2 separate regions of the Sus scrofa genome follow, and region 2 is linked to region 1. The links are chromatin contacts, called in public promoter capture Hi-C maps. All regions are on one chromosome and are shown on one strand. The core of a region is the stretch at or near the end of the contact, and the rest is flanking DNA. Distances in the headings are between cores, read along the strand shown. Region 1 holds the start of ZDHHC4 (a long non-coding RNA gene). Region 2 holds the start of PMS2 (mismatch repair endonuclease PMS2).

Region 1 (3,165 bases), core at 525-3,024:
AAATTAGATTTATGTCATAAAAATCTAGATTTTTCAAATACTCCTAAAACACTGGAATTCAAGTGGACAGTCCTTTGGTCTGTATAAATATCTACTTCCGCTTAGGACAAAACACACCTGTTCCACATTGTCACTTTGCTGGTTTGTTATCTGCAAATCCCCTGTAGGCCCTTGAGTTTGGACCCTGACAGCTGAGTTATGGCTCAGTTAAATACTGAAATGCATATAATGAGATAAACACAATATCATACATCTATATGTAGTGGTGTGGAAAGATCACCAAGATATATTGTTGGGTGCAAAAAATAAAGACGTAGAACCACTATGTATAAAATAATCCTGTTTTGGTAACCAATAAATTATATATTCGTATATTTACACAAGAATGTAAGCTCTGAAGCTCAGAGATTTTTATCTGTTTTATTGCTATGTTCCAGTGCCTAAAAGAGTGCCTGGCATATACCGGTACTAAATACATGTCTTGAATAAGTACATATATAGAAATGTGTAAAAGTGTTGGGAGATACACACTAAATGATTAATTCTGTCAAGGGGCTGAGATTCGGGAGGGGTGATGATCAAGGGAGATTTCTGGTTTTGTTTCATATAGTTTGACTCTTACCAGGATAACATAATATCGTATTGGTTGCATACGTTTTTAAAAATGAAAGAAAAGTGGCCCAGCACAAAATACCCTAGGGGACCAACCAAGATTTAAAGTTAGGCTCAACTGAAACCATCCAGAGAAAAACAAATGGGGATAAAAATAAAGTTCTGCATTTATGAGGGAAGAAAGTTAATCAAAATACTTAACCACCAGCTCAGAATTAACCAGCAGGGTGATGAGTCAGCTGAGACACGACGAAATCCAGCCCCTCTGAATAGGTGATGAGGTTCCATCCATAACCACAGGGTTCCCTGGTGGTATCACATTTTCTGGTTTTTGCTTTTTGTTTTTCAGTTCTGTGTCCACAAGTTCATGCAGGCCTTTTACCTAATGTATCAGAAGGTGCCCGGGTTGGTATGTTTTTAAAAAAGGACTTAAGAAGCTGGGGTAGGCAGCAAAAAAACAGGAAGAGCGGGGCGCTTTAATGCTCGTGTTTGGAGATCAGACATTACTTCTCAAAGGGAGGACTGGCCTGGCTCAGTGACAAGCAGCTGTTCAGAGGCCTTTGAGAATAGGTGGTCTCAGCAGATTCGGAGGCGTTCGGGGCAAATGAACACCCCACAGGGGACTTCTCAATGCTGTGTTTGGAAGCAGCTCTTCTCTAGGTTCAACTATCACTCAACAGCCCTCTCTCTTATTCCCCAGGTTTGGAGTCAAGCGATTGTCATGCTCCCAGGAGCAGTATGTTCACAGCTGTGCCGAGACAGCAGGAGTGAAGACACTGGGACGGTTCGGACAGATCCCAGCGGTGTGACTGGCAGAACGCAAAGCAAGCTGTTCACCACGAAGACAGTGTCCGAGCCCCGCAAGTGTGCCCGCTCTGGGCCGCCGGGGCCCCTGCTCGGCTAGGAGCCGGGCTCTGACTGGGCTCTACCCAGGCCGCTGGGCGGCACCTTCCGCTCCACAACCTCGGCGTTCTGGCCACACAGGCCTAGAAGATTCCCAGCAACAGTTCTGTAAAACTGGACCTCCCAGCGGTCACACCTGACCGCGGTCTGGAGGAGCCCCAGCGGGAAGCGACAGTCACCGTCGAAGGGGCGGGACGAACGCGACAGGCCCCGCCCCACAGCCCTCCGCGGCGTTCCACCGGAAGTCGGGCTAGATCCCCCCTTCCAGCGTCGCGTGTGACGTCACGATTCCGCCGGAAGTCTGGGGACGCGCCCTAGAGGCGCTGGCGGGGTGCAGTTGGCGGTTGGCGGATCCCGGCGGTAAGTCCGCCTCTGCTAGCTTTTAGGTACCCCTGCTGGCTCAGGGGGGTTGGTCTCCCTGTCTGACCCGCCCTTCCCCCTTTTGTGTGGGGCTGCAGCTCCGCCTTCGCCCCGCCCGGCGCCCGGACACCTCCAGTGTTCCCTGTAATCTTGTCTCACCCGTCCCGGGTTCCAGCTCCCCGGGGAAGCACGGGCCAGGCCCACCTGCTGGAATCTTCGGACCAAGAGTATCCTTGGAAATGCCTTTCTGTTGGGTCCCCAGCGGGAACTCCTCAGGCATAGGAATAAACACCAGAGATCCAGAAGCTCCCAATTAGCTTTTCCACTCGAAATCTCATAACTCTGTTCACCTTGCGGGGTCTCAACAGCGCCCCCCCCCCCAACTTTCAGATTCTTTTCCACACTGTATTCAGCCCCTGACTCCTAGCCTGTCACGTTATGTGAATGTCGAATTGATGTCTCTGCAGCCCGATCCAGTCTCCTAGAGGAATCATGTCTCCTGAAGTTTTGGGTGCCACCTGTTGTGCCAGGCGTACGCCGCTGCACAAGAGGAGATGCCATTTGAATTCTCAGTGAATGTTCGAAGGAGGAATGTCCGAACTGCCGGCTGAAAGCTATGCAAACAAAATAAATATATAGGCTGGGGATCCTGAATCACCTCGTGAGAATTGCTGCTCTTTGTTTCCTATCTTATCTCATGAAGAGTTTTTACGTTTAGCTATCTCAGTTGGAAGTCCCTCCCAGAATATTTGCTAAGGCCAAAAGTAACTGTTTCCAGTTTATTAACACAGGTCTGTGTCTTGGCCTTGGTCCCTGTGGGTGATGCCGGGTTGTTGTGGTCACCGTCCTGGAAGGATGTTTTTTGGGACGCCATGCCTTATTCTGGCTGTGGGCCCCTGACTGCCCCTAGTGGATGCTTCTTCCAATAGTATCGTCAGCAAATTCTTTAGGGGTACATTTTGTATCAAGGTCCTTGAGAATATTTATATTTGGGAAAGTAAAAGAATGATTTATTGCTGGAGCAGGGGAGGCAAGTGCATTTTGCATATTATTCCCCTCAAATGTTGGTATTTTCAGGCAGGAGATGCTGCAGAGCAGACCGCAGTGGTTTGATTAGGAAACTTTTGAAGGAGGACCAGCTGGGAAGCCCCATTGACAGTGTGTGGTTTTTTTTTTTTTTTTTTTGCCTTTTCTGGGGCTGCTCCCGCAGCATATGGAGGTCCCCAGGCTATGGGTCCAATCGGAGCCGCAGCCGCAGCCACCGGCCTATGCCAGAGCCACAGCAACGCA
Region 2 (2,842 bases), core at 113-2,612, 470 kb before region 1:
CTGCTTTCAGAATTTTCCAACTGGTTTTTCTCCACTTTCTCTCTACTCCAACCGACACTCCATGCTACCACCTGAGCTACTTTAGAATTCACAGATCTGGTCGACTACTTTTTCTGCTTAAGATTTTACTAGCATCCCATTGTCTGCCACGTCATTTCAAATCCAGTCAGAATTACACCCCAATCTATTCTCTCTGTCTCTTTCTCTCTCTCTGGTCAATCCTGTACCCATTGCCAATTTCCCTCTATTCTGGTCAGAGTAAACACCAATCTCCTTTAGACACTACTCCTTGCCTACACAGGTGTGTCCAGACCACTCCCCTCCTCTTCCTCTGCCTGGCAAACTCCTGCTCATCCAAAAAATGTTCATCCATGTGTTAAATTAATCACTTCCAGTAAACTGTAACATGGATGTAACTGAACATCGGGGCCTCCCTGGGAGAGAAATCTTTGAGGATTTCCCACAGCATCTAACACAGAGTTGATACGCAGTAAACCCCTGTAAAATAAAGAAACATCTTTTCTCTTCATTCGACCTTGCAAAGAATCCCACTCAAGTCTGTCTTAAATGTGGAAACTGCAGATGACACCAAATAAAGTGGAAGAAGTATCTTTAAATATTTGGCCTTTTTCCGCCCAAAGGCTACAAGTACATTCCTGATATTTATTTTGAGGGGTGGAGATACAACATTTACATACAGACGGCAACTCTGGGTTCAAGAATCTGACACTGAGTGTGAAAGCGCTACCTGAAGATTCGCTAACCCGAGTGCGTGTACTTTACCAGCCAGTAATCGCATACTCAAGGAGATAGAGAAGTACTAGTTTTTTTTTAAGACTGTGCGGCCATGCAAATTAGCTTGTACCTTAAAGCCTTCCCTAAAATAACCCTCAATTTTACAAAAGAGAGAGAAAGCAAGCAACCATGTAAAAAGAAAATGAATTCCGTTCAGGGGGATTTCAAGGTCCACGGCTTCAGATCCACGGATGCGACGCAGCGCCTGCGCAGGGCCTGCCTGGGAGCCGGCCGAATCCCCGCGAACCCCGACTTCAAGGTGCACCCACAGGGCAGCGGGGCCGGCTAGCGAAGAAAAGCCCCTCCCAGGCCTCCGGGCCGCCAGCTCGCCCAGCGCCGCAGTCACTTTCCCCTCCTTTCCAGGGGTCTGGAACGCCGTGGGCCTTACACTCGGCGACGGCGAAGGGAGACTGCACGCACGGCTCACCTCGGCCCCTCGGCTCGCTCCATGGATGCAGAGCCTGACCAGGGACAGATCGCGCCGCTTCTCCTACACCGGACCGGCCGCCCGGCCGCCCACTGGCTGCTCCGGACACTGCGCCCCGCCCCCGCCACTTCCGGATAAGGCTGGGAACGCTTCCCACAGTCCCCCTCGCTGATTGGCGGTTGTCAAAGGTCGAGTCCGTGACGTCAGGAAAGCAGAGGCCAATTAGAGCACAGGAACTGAGCTTTCGCCAACGCTAGTAGCTGGGTCGGAAACGAGGTGTCTGCGGTCCGTCTAGGATTTGGACGGTTTTTCAGCGTTCGTGTCCCTCACTCGCCACCTTCCCTCCTTTGGGTCCCACGATGCCGATGTACCAGGTAAAGCCCTACCACGAGGGCAGTGCATCTCTCCGTGTAGAACTTCCCACCTGCATGTACCGGCTGCCCAACGTGCACTGCAGGACCGACAACCCAGCGCCAGCCACCGGCCACGTGCAGGTAGGAGCCGGCGGGCCTTGCCCCTCCCCCACCACCAACCCAGTGCGCAGGCGTCCGGGCTGCTCTCCATCCCTTGCCTGTTCAGCGCGCAGGCGCTCTGACTCTGCCGCGGCCCCACCCCGCCGCCCTCTTGCTTAGTTCGCAGGCGCCGCTGCCCTGGCGGGCTCAATTGGGGGACTGCGGGCTGGAGCCCCTCTAGGACCCCGCGGTGGGACGCAGCTGTCCAGAACTCGCCGAGGGGGCCGGGCCCTATCGCCCTTCCCACCCCAGCCTCACGCGCCCGTCGGTCTCGGAGTGGCTGTAATTTAATTCTCTCTTAAAAGATCCATCTTTTTTTTTTTTATTGTAACTAAACTTTTTTAGTAGGAAATTTTACTTACAGAAAAGCGAGTAGCCCGCAAATGCTTATTTTGAGGAATTATAAAGCTAATCCAAGGGTCACCACTCAGAATAACACGTTGTCAGCGCCCCCTCCTAAAACTACCCCCCAAGTTCCCTCCTTGCATGGTCAGTATGTCCTGCTTTTCTCTCTTATTTCATCATCTAAGAATCCATTCCTAAACTGTAGTGTTGGTGTAAGTGGAAGCGTGAAGTTTGTGCCCTGCAGTGTCTGGCTGCCTCTTCTGGACATTATTTTAAGAATCGCTTTGCTGCATGAAAAAAAAAAAAAAACCCGAAGCGTTCGCCCTCTGCGGTCGGCTGCTCCTTCGCATGGCTGTGCCCCAAGGTTATAGCTCCCAGGCCACTGCTCACGGGCGTTGGCTGGTTTTCCATTTCGGGCTCTATGAATAATTCTGCAGTGAATATTCTTGTACTTGAGGAGATGTAAGGTAAATTCTAAGCGATGGCATTGCTGGCTCAGTGGGCTGGTCTATCTTCAACTGGACTAAATTGCTTTCCAAAGCAGTCCTACTGGTTTGTGCTGTCACCTGCAGTGCATGCGAATTTCTCATGGTGGCAGCCCTCCACAAAGCTGGTCGGTGTACGGGGCATCCTAATGTCAGTTTAGTTTCCATCTCCCAGACTTTGAAATCAGTTGAGCACTTTCATGTTTATTGGGCATTTTGATTGCCTCTTTTGTGAAAGTACCTGCTCAACTTTTACTTTTTTAATTATTGCACATATA

What was found. Promoter capture Hi-C pulls out the DNA fragments that hold promoters and counts their contacts.
Region 2: a promoter capture Hi-C map of liver shows a contact between it and region 1, with 4 times the contacts expected there. The contact joins the promoter of PMS2 here to the promoter of ZDHHC4 in region 1. A contact is called at or near these places in 1 of 5 promoter capture datasets (liver) and 1 of 47 Hi-C or Micro-C datasets (heart right ventricle).

The regions. Positions count from the first base shown.
Region 1 is chr3:4,642,351-4,645,515 of Sscrofa11.1, reverse strand. ZDHHC4 (a long non-coding RNA gene) reads left to right here and starts at 1,774. Exons shown (of 8, transcript XR_002342216.1): 1 at 1,774-1,875; 2 at 2,343-2,536. LOC110259843 (a long non-coding RNA gene) reads right to left here and starts at 1,679. Exons shown (of 4, transcript XR_002342218.1): 1 at 815-1,679.
Region 2 is chr3:5,116,522-5,119,363 of Sscrofa11.1, reverse strand. PMS2 (mismatch repair endonuclease PMS2) reads right to left here and starts at 1,362. Exons shown (of 14, transcript XM_021086081.1): 1 at 1,223-1,362. AIMP2 (aminoacyl tRNA synthetase complex interacting multifunctional protein 2) reads left to right here and starts at 1,445. Exons shown (of 4, transcript NM_001244557.1): 1 at 1,445-1,716. The coding sequence starts at 1,582.